Linked DNA regions of Rattus norvegicus: region 1 is linked to region 2. Evidence: chromatin contacts called from public Hi-C data. All regions are on one chromosome and are shown on one strand. Each heading gives the region's core, a stretch centred on a gene start, on an enhancer-like site or on the middle of the called end of the contact. The rest is flanking DNA. Distances are from core to core; before and after follow the strand shown.

What was found. Hi-C and Micro-C count contacts between places; a contact is called where the count stands out from the background.
Region 1: a contact with region 2 is called in a Hi-C map of psoas muscle, with 4 times the contacts expected there. The contact joins two enhancer-like sites. A contact is called at or near these places in 2 of 12 Hi-C or Micro-C datasets (Schwann cells and psoas muscle).

What each region holds. Positions count from the first base shown.
Region 1 is chr15:15,799,960-15,806,656 of GRCr8, forward strand. All of the region lies in intron 2 of Ptprg (protein tyrosine phosphatase, receptor type, G), which reads right to left. Among named protein-coding and RNA genes, the nearest start is that of Ptprg, 180 kb to the right of the region's middle. Within about 2 kb of position 2,237, at least 2 of the 93 cell types and tissues checked have an H3K27ac peak or open chromatin away from gene starts, as enhancers often do.
Region 2 is chr15:15,405,412-15,412,140 of GRCr8, forward strand. Ptprg (protein tyrosine phosphatase, receptor type, G) reads right to left here. Exons shown (of 30, transcript NM_134356.2): 9 at 58-242. Among named protein-coding and RNA genes, the nearest start is that of Cep15, 140 kb to the left of the region's middle. Within about 2 kb of position 2,465, at least 4 of the 93 cell types and tissues checked have an H3K27ac peak or open chromatin away from gene starts, as enhancers often do.

The sequences.
Region 1 (6,697 bases), core at 987-3,486, 390 kb after region 2:
AGAGGAATCCACTGAAGAGCAAGAGCAATGGAGATGTTGTGTGCGGAAATCACAGCCAGGAAGAGGAGCTCTCTCATGGAGGGTGTGAGTGGTGGATCCCACCAGGCAGAATTGAAGACCCCACACCGCACATCAAAAGTAAGCTAAGGTGTGACAAAGAAGGCCCAGTTATCTGCAAGGGAAGGTGATTGCTACATGATCAAATGACAGTGAGGGGGTACCTTTCAGTTCCTCCAACCCCCTGACCCCCAGATTTAAACGGCCGATTGTTAATTGCATTAAGACAGGAATTCTCAGGGCCTGGAGAGATGGTTCAGTATTTAAAAGCACTGGCTATTCTTCGAGATGAACCACATTCAATTTCCTGCAACCGTTTGACCATTCACAGCCATCTGTGACTCCAGTTCCAGGTGAACTAGTGCCCTTTCTGGCTACCCTGGGCATTAGGCCCATACATGATACATAGACATTCATGCATGCAAGACACAAATACATACAAGATAAAAACCAGCAGGAATTCCTTAATAAGTGTAAGAATTACTGAGTTAAAATTCTATATATAATCACCCAAATAAATCCAATTTCCCTTTTTGAGTGTAAATCTCAAGTCATCGTCCATTGCAAATCCTTCACAAAGCCATTTCAGAATGAAATGTGGAAGAAAATACTTTATGCAATTAAGAAAAGAACTATATTCACGTGCATGATGGAACAGATATGTGTATACCTTGTAGCCTTGCATGTTCAGGGAATTAACATTACATGTGTGCCCACTGCTTTGACTGACATTCTCTCTGTAAACACATATGAGACACAGGTCTGTTGACTACCGTCCTGCTGAAGTAATAGTGTCTAAAACCCTAGTCATTCATTCTGAAATTCTCACCTGAGGTGGAATCGTGCAGAGTGGGGCCGACAGGTACCTGTTCATTGGAACTCTCCTGACTCTCCTTGACAGTATTGACTACAACCAACGGCATTCCCACGTCTCAGTGCTGACAGAGCACAAACCAGTGGGACATAAAATACGGCTTTCTGTGATGTTGGAAATGGGTCTTTGTCTTCATTCAGCTCCCAAAAGCTGCACGTCCAGATGCTGAGGGTCCCTGCCCCCAGCTGGCTTTGACTGATAATAAAGAATTGTTGTACAGCCAATGGCTGGGCAGGGAGATGGACGTGGAACTTTTAGATTGCGCAGGCAAGGGAGCCAGGGAGAACAAGAGAATCGCCATGACTCGGAGGCAGAGGGATCAGATTTAAGAGCTGCGGGAGAGAAACCATCCAACAATGTAGTGGGTAGGGGCTGTTCAGAAGTAACAGGGCAGCAAAGATAAAATATAGATTTAGGAGTTAAGCCAGGAATACCGGAAGGGAGTGGGTGCTAAGTGCGGGGAGGTTTAGAAGTGCCTTGACTTAGTTGAGGCATTTCAAAATTAGCTGGTGTGTGTGTGTGTGTGTGTGTGTGTGTGTGTGTGTGTGTGTGTGTGTCTGTCTGTGTGTGTGTGTGTGTGTGTGTGTGTGTGTCTGTGTGTCTTTCATTCATGTATCCAGAGTTCTTGGGCGAGTGCAGGGCTCACGGTGACCCACTGGGAGCCAAAGCAGATTAACTACACACTGCTACAATATTTGTCATAGCAAATGGCTGAGAGCCCTGAAAGCCTGCCCCACTAGCATAAGAACCTTTTAGAATCACTCTACAGAAGTGTCAGGTCAGGGACTGGAGGTATAGCTCAGGGCTTCAGAGTTCCTCTTGCTCTTGATGAGGAAGGACCTAGATTCAGGTCCCAGCCGTCCATATAGCAGCTCACAGTAACTCCAGTTTTAGCAGATCCCACACCATTTTCTTATGGCCTCCCTGGGTAACCACACTCACGGGCACAGGCACAAACACACAACCCCCCCATCCCCCCACCCACACACACACACTTAAGAATAAAATACATCTTTTTCAGATTTTTAAAAATGAAAATGTATCCGGTCAAGTATCACACTGTAAGTGTAACACCTAACAAATTTACCACAGTCTCCGCTATGGTTACCTATTGTTATTTCTGTGTGCACGTGTATTATGTTCACGTCTGTGTGAGGTAAGTGCTGATAGCCTTGCTCAACTGTTCCCACTTTTATTTTCTGAGACAGGGACTCTCTCTGATCCTGAAGGCAGCTGACTAAGCCAGTACAGCTTCCCAGTGTCCCGGGATCCTCACATCTATGCTTGCAGTGCTGGGGTTACCGAACCACGTGGTCACATGCTCCTTTACAGGAGTCCTGTCCCAGGGAGTTAACCTCAGGTCCTCAAGGCTGTTGTCAGTGGATACTTTATGCACTAAGCCATCTTCCCAGCCCTATTCCTGGTTCAGACTTGTCACGGAGTAATGACTCTCAACTAAGGGTAATTCTGCCTCTTGTGGGAATATCTGGAAATACGTCTGACTGTCCACTTGAGTCTGCACTATTCTTCACACTCAGAACAAAGGCCAGTGAGAGAGCCTCATCTCCACGTTTCTTCCTCATATCCCCTAAGCACATTGATTTCCCTCTTAAAAATTAAATCTCCAAACATATTCTTCCCTGACACCCTCACGACCCCTCACGACCACAGCCCAGCCATGCCAGATCTGACTGCTTGTTATGACAAACTGTGTTCTTCAGAGATTTCTTCCCTTCCTCTGATCATTGACAAGTGAGAATTCTGTTATTTCTGAACTCTGCATGAAATGCAGCCACCCCACACTCTCATAGGAATCACTGCTCTCTCAGCTCAGGTTCAACTCACATCTGTAAATGTAAAAAGTTGTCGTTTCTACTAAATATATACATGCGTGTTTTCTGAAACATGCATTCCGTTTTTTAGCACAGGGAACTAACTGGTATTCCAGCACTGTGTTCCATTTCCTTTAAGAGGAAGAAGAGGAAAATACCTTGGCCGTTCTTGGGCGTGGCTCCTCCCTTCTGCTGGGTCAGAGTAGCTTAGGGGGTCTCAGGAAGCTCCCAACTGTTACAATCCACAAGACCCAGCACAGCTCCCTAAAGCTGTCAGGAAATCACGTATCACCTCAGATACATGGTGATCTCATGAGAAGCCATCTCCTACCTCTATTCCCACCATACACCTTTTCCTGTACCCTTCCCTTCCCAAAGGAATATTTAAGAGATTGGTAAATGTGCATTTCTAAATCCTGAAGACACTGATTACTTCTGATGTAAAAAGACATTAGCGTCTGCATCTTGACATTTTCCTGTCTTCCTTGGCCAGAGAACCCACCTCCCATAAAACAAAACAAAATAACCTACTTTGCTGCTATTCTGCACTCGGATCCTAGGGACGGACCTTCATTTAGCCCTTCCTTCACTGAGACCTAGCCCTGGGATGGTCAGAGAGGTCTTAATGCCGTACTGATGAAACTGTGTTCACATAAAGAAACTGTAGTCCAGAGGCTAACACCAATAAACCAATAAAGCTTTTTAAGCCTGAGAAACTAACAGTTACAGTAGCTGTAAAAGCTTCCCAGCATCTGAAATTAATTCCTGCATTAAAACATCCCCCTTCGAAAGGCATACATCACACCTGTAAGCTGCAGCGAGATAAATCCGGGTTTGGGAGTGATAAACGTGGAGATTGTTGGGTTTTTAAATTAATAACTCTGTCTCTGTCAAATTCTAAAACCATAAACAGAAATGCTAATAAATATATATCTGTGACCACTATTTTACAGACAAAATCTAAAATCAATTAATACAATTCTTACCATTATATTTCCTGTCCTCCGGAGGCATAAATATCTTTCCTTCCTTAATGCGATCTCAAAATGCATCACGTTATCTCCTTAACTTGCATCTTAAGTCTTCCCTGGTACACTGCAGTGCATGTGTGAAGAGTGAACATGGAGGTTTCCCACCTTCCATACCATAGCCCAGTTTACTAAATAATTTAACTGTCCGCCTATGAATAGAAAGATACTTTAAATGCTCTTCATACAATATGCAGCATAATCAACAAAGGGCAGAGCTCATTTGAAGCTAAATTTAAGTATATGATTTAAATAAAAATGTATGTATTGGGGCAATTTCTCCGTGAGGAAAACGTCTAAATAATTTGGTGTAAGGAGATCATCATGTACATGAAGAAATCAAAAGGAAATAGAGGTTCAAGACCATGACATAGCATTCATTCCCCTGAGAACAACCAACTTTCAAAACAGGGGAAGCCAGTTCTGGTGGTAACAACCTTTAATCCCAGCTACTTAGCCAGCAAGGCAGGAAGACTGCAAGAGCAACCTTGACAACTTAAAAGAAAGATTTGTCTGAAATCAAAGAGTAAAAAGAGGGCTGGAGATATACATCTCAATGGTGATTGTCTGACCACCACACAGAGGATCCTAACTAGGCTTAATCCCAACTTTAAAACAAAAAACAAAAAAAAAAAGAATGTAGTTTTGCAGTCTCTGCTTTCTAGCACATGTTTTGATAGTCAATATTTATTTCATTATTATTTTTAATTACAAAACATTCTTGTGTAATCATCATGCTAAACAATGGATCTGGTAGGAACTGAGCTTCCTTTTCAAAACCAGGCTGTACTTCCTTTCGTCACTGATATCACGAGGCTGGACTCATAAATCTCAGAAAACTTAATGCAAAAATCATCTTCGAAAATGAACTCTCTTTTCAATAGGACTGAATTTTTTCTAAAATAATTATAGGACTAAGAAAGAATCCAGAGGCGGGGGGTAGGGAAAACTAAAATAAGATTAACATCCCTCTGGGGAGAGGAGTGTAGTTCCCACGGCCTTCATCATCAACAGCTTCTAGACTTGAACTCTAGCTACGAGGAACATGGAGAGACAGGCACAGTCAACACACAATGGGAACCAGAGTGACAAAATTTTGACAGGGTCCTAGCATCCACACTCCTGAGTGGGCTATCCTGGCATCCTGGCATCCGAGTGATCTCTCCCCTTCTCAAGCTCCCCGGAGTCCCGCAGGCACACCTGGAAGTCTACAGTGGAGGTCAGGATAAATATATTATACTACAGTATGCTTAACCTACTCTGCAAGTGGCTGCCATAGGTAACAAAATTTTACTTTCTAAAGAGAAAAGAAAAAAATGAAGTCAGCTCCAGAGACAGGGACTGAATGAATTCAACCTTTGAACTCAAACTTGTACGTGAGGGCTAGGAGAGAAACAGCACCCTGCCATGGAGGAAGCTGAGGGCATTAAGGCCTGGATAGATAACCTAACGTTCACTTAGACCCATTATGGTGAGGCTCTTGCTGATCTGTATGGAAATGAGGAATATACTTCAGGAGCTACCTGTAGCTGCTGCTGTGTATGTACATGTGTATGTGCATGTGTATGAGCATGAGCATGTGCATGCACATGTGTATCTGTATGTATATGATGTGCATGTGTATGAGCATGTGCATGAGCATGTGTATGTGTGTGAGCTTGTATATGTGTTTCTGCATGTGTATGAGCATGTTCATGTGTATGATCATGTGTATGATGTGCATGTGTGTGAGCATGTGCACGAGCATGTGTATGTGTGTGAGCTTGTATATGTGTTTGTGCATGTGTATGAGCATGTTCATGAGCATGTGTATATATATGTATACCTCATCAAATATGAAGAAGCTAAAACTTGACGAAAAGCTGGACGGTGCTAGCCTTTCATGAACCATTCTCAGCTCTTCCCTTTTCTACTTCCCCTCCTAAAGGTGATCCCAAGAAGCTGCTATTCCCTTCTCAGCCCTATAGTGATTTGAAAGATTTACAACTGAGCATCTATCATTTTTTCTCACGGTGCTACATAGAGCCAGGTTACTCTTCAGGGTCCTTCAGGGTCAGCGATACTAACATAGACATTATCTCCGAATGACCCCCTACAGTAAAGAGTTGACACCTGAAAGAATCATCAGGGGCCTTGAAGTCAAACAATGATAATAAAAACAGTCCCCACCTCTCTGCTGTAGACGCCATCTTTCATGGCCCCATACGGCAGAAGAGGTAGACTTCTCACCATGATCAGACTGAGATTCATGCCCTTGACACTTCACAGCGGAGTTCTGGAATGGTCCACGAGGCTCACTGCCCACAAAGCACTGAACACCCGGCCACTCACTAGACCCTGCAAGCAGCAGCAATTCCCTACACCACATGAATCTTGCTGGACGGACGAGAAAAAGCTAACCTCTGGGGCTGGTGGGCCAGTCAAAATAGACAAATTAAGAACTTCCAGGTTCAGTGAAATTCTCTCTCAAGAAAGTAAGCAGAGAGAAAGAGAGGAAGATACGTGATATTAAACCTCCAGTATGGGTATATCTATGTGAACACACACACACACACACACACACACACACACACACACACACACACACACACACCACTAATACAACATAAATCTGATGGATAACAGCCTACAGAGTTAGAGTCACAATATCATGGTGACTGATAACCTAAAGACAATCTATCCTGAAGCCTCTAAGACAGGGTTGCCCAACTCTGGTTTACTGCATTTAAGCCAGGCGGTCCTTTCCTGTGGGATTTATCTGCTGTGGAAGATGGAAGGCTACATCCTGGCTTCTATCCGCTAACCACCAACTGCTTACCAGACAACAGCATCTTCAGACTTCGTAAGTGTTCCCTAAGGGGATAGCCGGAAACCACTGCCATAAACCAACGAAAAGCTCTTATTCT
Region 2 (6,729 bases), core at 1,215-3,714:
GCTTCCCAGGTACTGCCAGAGGAATACGCTCCCAGACTCAGGCCAAGGGGGCCTTACCAAGTCCTTGTCACTGTCTTTTGTAAACGTCTTCTCCTTCTCATCCTCATTCTTGGTCCAGCTATAGGAGATCATGTAATTCATGATGGGCGGGTGGTAGATGGTTTCTGGCTGGCTCCAGGACACCTGCAGGGCTGTCTGGTTCAGAGGCTGCACCTTCATGTGGATGGGCGGAGAGCTGCAAACTGAAGACACAGGTAAGGTTAAAGGGCGTCAACACCACTTGCCACACACGTGTGTGCCCTTTGACCTCAGGAAGTGGTTCTGTGGTAGGCACCCACCCCTGGCCATTCGAGGCCTAGGAGCGCTGTGCCACACCAGCTCTCCTTCCTCTCTTCGTCTATTTATCCACCCACTTCCTGTGTGCGTGTGCACATTAGCATGCATCCACAGGTGTTAAAGTGTGGAGGAGGCTGGTAATGGTGGATGTCATTTCTCAGGACTTAGCCACTGGCCTGGAACTTCCCAAGGGGAGGTTGCCTACTCCGTGCTGAGGTCATGCTCAGGGGTTTCCTTTTACACCTGGCATTTCTTCTATTTTTAAGTAAGGGTTCTGGAGATCAAACCCAGGTCCTCGTGATTGCAAGGCAAGCACTTTGCTAACTGAGCCGTCTTCCCAGTGCTAACTTGGCCATCTTCCCAGATCTCTTTTTATTCTCTGAGACATAATCTTGCTACATAGCCCAGGCTAGCCCTAAAGTTATGGTACTACCGCCTTAATGCTCTAAATCTTGAGATTGCAGTCCTGTGTCAGCAAGCTTAGCTGTGCTCTGCCCCCTACATTTTAGTCAGGTAGATACTCTGTTACTTCAGCTCTAAACACTCAGGCCTGCAACTTTTCAGAATTAGAACATTCTCTCATCTAGCCTCATCACCCATGATCCTACTTAAGAAAACACCTGCTGACTCTATAGGATTCTCCTACAACATCCATTTCAAATTTGTCCCTTTTTTTTTTAAAGATGACCTATAGCTGCTACCCTTCTCACATGACTCTGTACTGATAAAGCTTCCTCCTTCGATTTTTCTTCATGACTGACCCTTTGAAGAAGCCACAACATTTGACTGGAGGTCTGTGGGTATAGAAAGGATGGCTTCCTCCCGGGTGGCCACCCTGACTGGGGAGTAAGGGACGGTCAGGTTAATCTGGCTTTCCATCCCTGTAATTCAGAAGCTTTAGGAGACACAATAGAGCCACATCTGTCCAGGGCCAACTCACCACAGTATTGAGGACTCCAGATTAGCCTGCAGTGTGGCAAATGTTTGTCCGTGTGGTCAAGCGTGCCCTCCCCCCAACCCCCACATCTTCTCTGTGACAGCCAAACCTGTCTCTAGACACGAGCAAATGTCTCTGCAGGGCCCGTTTTCCTCAGTCTCCAAAGAGAAATGCAGAGTTTGGAAGGAACCACCCGTGCGAGGCTGATACTGAACACAAGGACGGAACAGATGTTGGGAAAGAGAAACTCACATCCTGTAGAAGCACTTGGAAGAAGGATCTGACCCTGCTGGGGCTGACTCCCTTGAGGAAGGTTCTTTCCTTTTTTTTTTTTTTTGAGCTGGGGACCGAACCCAGGACCTTGCGCTTGCTAGGCAAGCGCTCTACCACTGAGCTACATCCCCAACCCGAGGAAGGTTCTTTCAATTGAGAGCTGAGCCAAGTCTACTTGGGTAGAGGTTGGGGAAGAAGTGGAGGCAGAGGAAGGGACACCGGAGTAATATTCCAGAGTCTGTACAGGACCATGATGGGACCAAAATAGGGAGATGGGGAAGCCTGGAGGCTGGGTTAAAAGTTCTGTCCTTTATATCTGAAGCTTCTGGGAACCACTAGAAAAGTTAGTCCAGAGTGCCAAGATGAGGTTGTTCTGACAAAGACTCCCAAGGTGGGTGCTGCACACTAAGCCAGGGACTGGACTGGGACGATGGCAACCTCTAGAACAAACAGAGTGGGAAACTGAGATATCAGGTAGTGGGAGGCACTTATGAGCGGGGAGTGAAAGAACAGCTGCCGCCATGAGGCACAGGAGCTAAGTGACAGGCGAGCTCACGGGTGCAGCCGGTCGGGAACAGCACGGAACCTTCCGGAAGCCCGAAAGGGTCACACGCCTCTTTTCCGGACCCAAACTCCCAAACCTAAGGCAGTCTCTGGAGCCTCTGGGCACACTTCTGCAGAGAGCCTCTGAGGTTGCAGCCATGGAGGAGGCACAGCGGCCGTGCCTGGCACGAGGCTCCTTTGCGTCTGTAGGAGAGATGTGCTTCACGTGAATGACGGGGGATTTGGTGAGGCATGCACCTTGCCCTTCAGAGCACCCCTGATCAAGCTGCCCCGCGTTTGCCTTCAGAGCAGGGGCTTCAAACAAAGACTGTGAAGACTGTTGGAATGCCCAAACGTGACATGACAGAAGAGAGACACTAGGGGGCGACAAGGTACCGTTTTTAAATAGTCTAATTTGCTAGGTTTCTGTTTCTCCAGACAGCAAAAAGGGACAGAGAAAAAAGTCAGCAAAGATCCACAGCTCCGTCCTTTTTAACACTGGTGGTGGTGGTGGTGGAGGAGCAGTTTTATATATCAGCAGTATTCTTTACTCTGCGACGATGACCTAACGTCCACCTCTCTCACTTCCTACCATGTCCTTATTTTCCTTGTATTTTCCTCCCCTGCCGCCATCAGTGGTGGCTCTGAGGGACACATCTCCCCAGCAGTTACATCACAACCACATAAATAATCTTAGCACCCACATGCAGATGCACCATCCTTATTTATTTATTTATTTATTTATTTATTTATTTATTTATTTATTTTTGAAATGAAAATGGCTGGGCTTTTCTATGCAGAGAAAGATGATTCATTCAGAAGGCAAGAAGGGAGTTAAAGAGATTGACCCTAAATGTTGCCGTGACCGTAGACAACAGTCGCAAACATTCTAGGATCCCACGTCTGATGTACAATCTACCTCTTCCTATATGTGTGAAGTAGGATTACATATAATTTGATGTGGAAAAAAATAAAATGAAAGTGGGCGGGACATGGCAGCCAGAGGAAAGAGGTTCTTAAATCTGAGCAACACAGTGAGACCCTGCCTCAAACACAAATAAACCAAAACCCCAAACAAGCCAACAAGAACAATAGAGGCATAAGGTCTGTAGGTAAGTTAATGATGGAGTCGGGAGGCCATGTCTATAATAGTGTTAGATGCCATTGCTTTGAGTGGCAATTGCTGAGTTAAGGTCTCAGGGGACAGGACCACTTGCTGGGGGAGAGGACTGCAACTAAGTGGTCACCCAAGACACATGCTTGCCTCAGATGCCCAGACCAGGCTACAGGTAGCACGAGGTGGAGCGAGCAGCCCTCCTCACGTGAGCCCCAAGTTGGGAAGTCCAATATGAGAGAAATCTCTTCTTGTTCTGCTTCTAAGCTTTTTCTCATCTTCCTGGACAGTGGGTTTCTGAACAATGGGGATAACGTGAGAAAGGGCTGTGTGGAACACTGTGTCAGGAGAGTTTGGCATTTGTATCAATAAAAAAGTGCACACAGGAAATATTTTGGGCTTTGAAAGTCATGCAGTCTCTTTTGCTTTCAAAGCACAAAGCTGCAGAGGTGGTGAGCTTGTGGCCGAGGGTGGCTGTGACCAGAACTTACACCGATGGTAAATCTCAGAGGTCCCTGTGGGCCTCGAACTCTGACCGTTTTTGTATTGCTTAAAGATAGGAACATCTCAGTTCATGTTGTACAGAATTTGGTGGTGGGTGAGGTTTTGAAGATGAAAAGGAACAAGCGTGTTTGTATTCTCGGCACAGAATCCAACCCCTGAGCACAGCTTATAGGCAGCTTCTCCACAGAGCGGAGACCCTTCATGGCGCTCACCCCAAATCACACTGCTGCTTCATTGACTATCTGGAGCAATCAGCCTCCCTGACTGGAGTAAGATGTGGCTGGTACCTCTTTGGTTGTGTCCTGTACGCTGCCTGAGTCTACAGGAGTGGCTGACATGCATGTGCTTTTGAACAGGAAGCAAGTTGATGGTGCTGGTTTAAGATCCTTGGCCATTCCCTGGTCCACAGGCCTGTAGTATGGACTCCTTCCATTTCCAACCTTCCAGGCTTCCACCTTGGTCCTCAGTCACCAGTATCTGCCAGCTCTCCTCCAGCGAGTGATCTGCCTCCAATATCACATAGGCCCTCTGCCCCTTCCATTTCACCTCCTCACCTCCCTGTCGCTTTGACCTCCAGGGAGGGACCACACCACTGATCACCTGCACCTTGTGTATCATCACCATAGATATCATTCTTAGAAACGATTTTCCCCCTTCACTCCGTTGAGAAAGACCCCATCTGTACAGTCAGGGCTACCCAGCTCACTCCTGCCGTCACCACATTCAGGGACTTCTGTCTACATTCTCTACGTTGCCCCTCAGAGCAAGGGGATGTGTGTGACTCAGGAAACACATCCGGTCTCCAGAAGCAGCAAGTGCTACTCCAGGCTGGAGAACGAGCGAGAGGCCCGCTTGTGCCTGTGCCAAAGGTTCTGCTTGTGTGTGCAGTTGGAAACCATGGCATCGATCAAGGCCTTCCTTTCAAGCCCAGCAAGAAAAGAAATCAGGAAGGGTGCACAGTTTGACGGGAGGGTTTTTAGAAAGCTGATGTATCCAAGTGTGGGACTTGGGATCTTGGTGGCCTCTTACCTTCTCATCTGTATGATGGGCTGCTGTATGAAATGGCTTCCTCATAGGGTTGGGGGTGAACCTAACAGGCACAGTGTAAATAAAGTACGGGCTGTGGGCCTCAGGCCCCCGGGACATTCAGGCCCAATAGCTTTTGCTTGTAAGTCTGGATGTTTAAATCGGATCGGCTAGAACAGCAGGGCAAGGATCTCCTTTAACTATGGGTAGTTCATCTTTAGCACAGTTCCCACCACACCCTGTTGCCCTTACATAGTCTCCTCATGCAGAGCCTGACCCTCCAGTCTGGGAGTGCAGGGGCAGACGCCTATTTTCCACATCCTTCCTTCCCTAGTGGCGGCCACTGCAAACCCTGTCATCTGGGACATTTTGACACATCCTTTTGTATAAAATCAAAGCCTTTTAACTGTGCAGGAGGCGCCACACCCTGCTCGCTAAACAAACGGCCCCGGGGGATGGCTTTGACATCAGCCCCTCCCTTCCAGGGGCCTGATTCCATGCTCGCTGGGGCCTGATTGCTCCTCACAGACATGTAGCATGACATTCCCTGGCAGCACGGAGAGTTCTTGCTTTTCCTCTGAACCACCTTTAATTATGAGCCCTGCTTTCGTTAAATAACGAAGAGGCTCCTAACCGGGCACCCGAGGTCCTCTGATTTCACATCAACGTCAAGGATATTTTCTCAGAGGTTCCAAAAGCCAATCTAAGTCTCCCCTGGCCCTTCTCATTTGGGGATTTAGATGAGGTACTGGGACCTGCTCCGATAGTGCGACCCCCAAGTGTCTTAAGCTGTCAGAGTAAATGGCTACTCCAGGGATCTCCACTCAGGTCTTCCACTTGAGGCAGCGGGCCAACTGTGGATCAATGTGAAACACGGACTGCTCACACATAGCACTTTGGCACACACAGGCTTAATTAACTATTGCACATCCTACCCATAGTGACAGAAGCCAGGCCAGGGTGGAGAGGGGCTGACGCATGCACACAGAGGGTGGCACATCACCCCAGCTCAGCTCAGGACCCCTTTAATGCAGGGAACTTTCCAGAAACCTGACATGAGGAGAAAGGTCTCTTACTGTTTCAGAGTCTCCACAGCAGATCAGACAGGAAAAACAAACAAACAAACAAACAAAAACACCCCCAAAAATCCAGAACCCTAGAAATATTGGTGCCTCAGAATGTCACCTCCCTTTCTCCCATGTCCAAGAGCTCATGAAGGGCACACCACTCTGAAGAAGGTACCGGAACTGGAGGGCAACTTAGAGTGACCCTCGCATGACTTGCATTCTTATCTTCCAAAAACCATGGTCTGAGGGTTGCCAAGAACATACTGCCTGAAGGCAGGCTCTGCCCTCGTCTCTGATGGTCACACATGAAGGACATCTCCATTCAGACTGAGGACTCCACAGTCCTGGAGACCAGGTCGCTAAGCAGATCGTGAGACATGGAGTGGGAGATAAGTCAGCCTGATTTGAACCTGGGAGAGAGGCAGAAAGCAGCTGTTTGTTCTCCCACGTTCCCTGTCTCTAATCCCATCTCCATGATGATGCAAAGACATTGGGAGGCTACTCGAACTCCTCAGACTGGGAACGCTGTCCTTTGTGGGTAACATTTGTCAACACCGTGGCCTTTTAACTGTGGCTTCTTCTGGGGCTAGTGACATTTGCACAAAAGGTCCCTTCTCTTTCACGCTTCCCTCATGTCTTGCCTTATATCTTGCCCAAATAGACTATCTCTTTCATAAGTTGCCTTGGTCATGGTGTTTTCCCACAGCAGCAGCAGAGCTGATGTGTGTGTGTGTGTGTGTGTGTACAGTATGACATAATTTAAAAAATATTGTCATATTATCTACAAATAGCTGCCTTTCTTTGTAATCATTTATGTTTTATTGAATCACATCTAAAATTATAGATAAATCTGAGGACTATGGATGGATACTTCCCAAATTGATAAACTGAGGGTTAGAGTTAGGATTAATGTCAGCCCGGGAGTTACA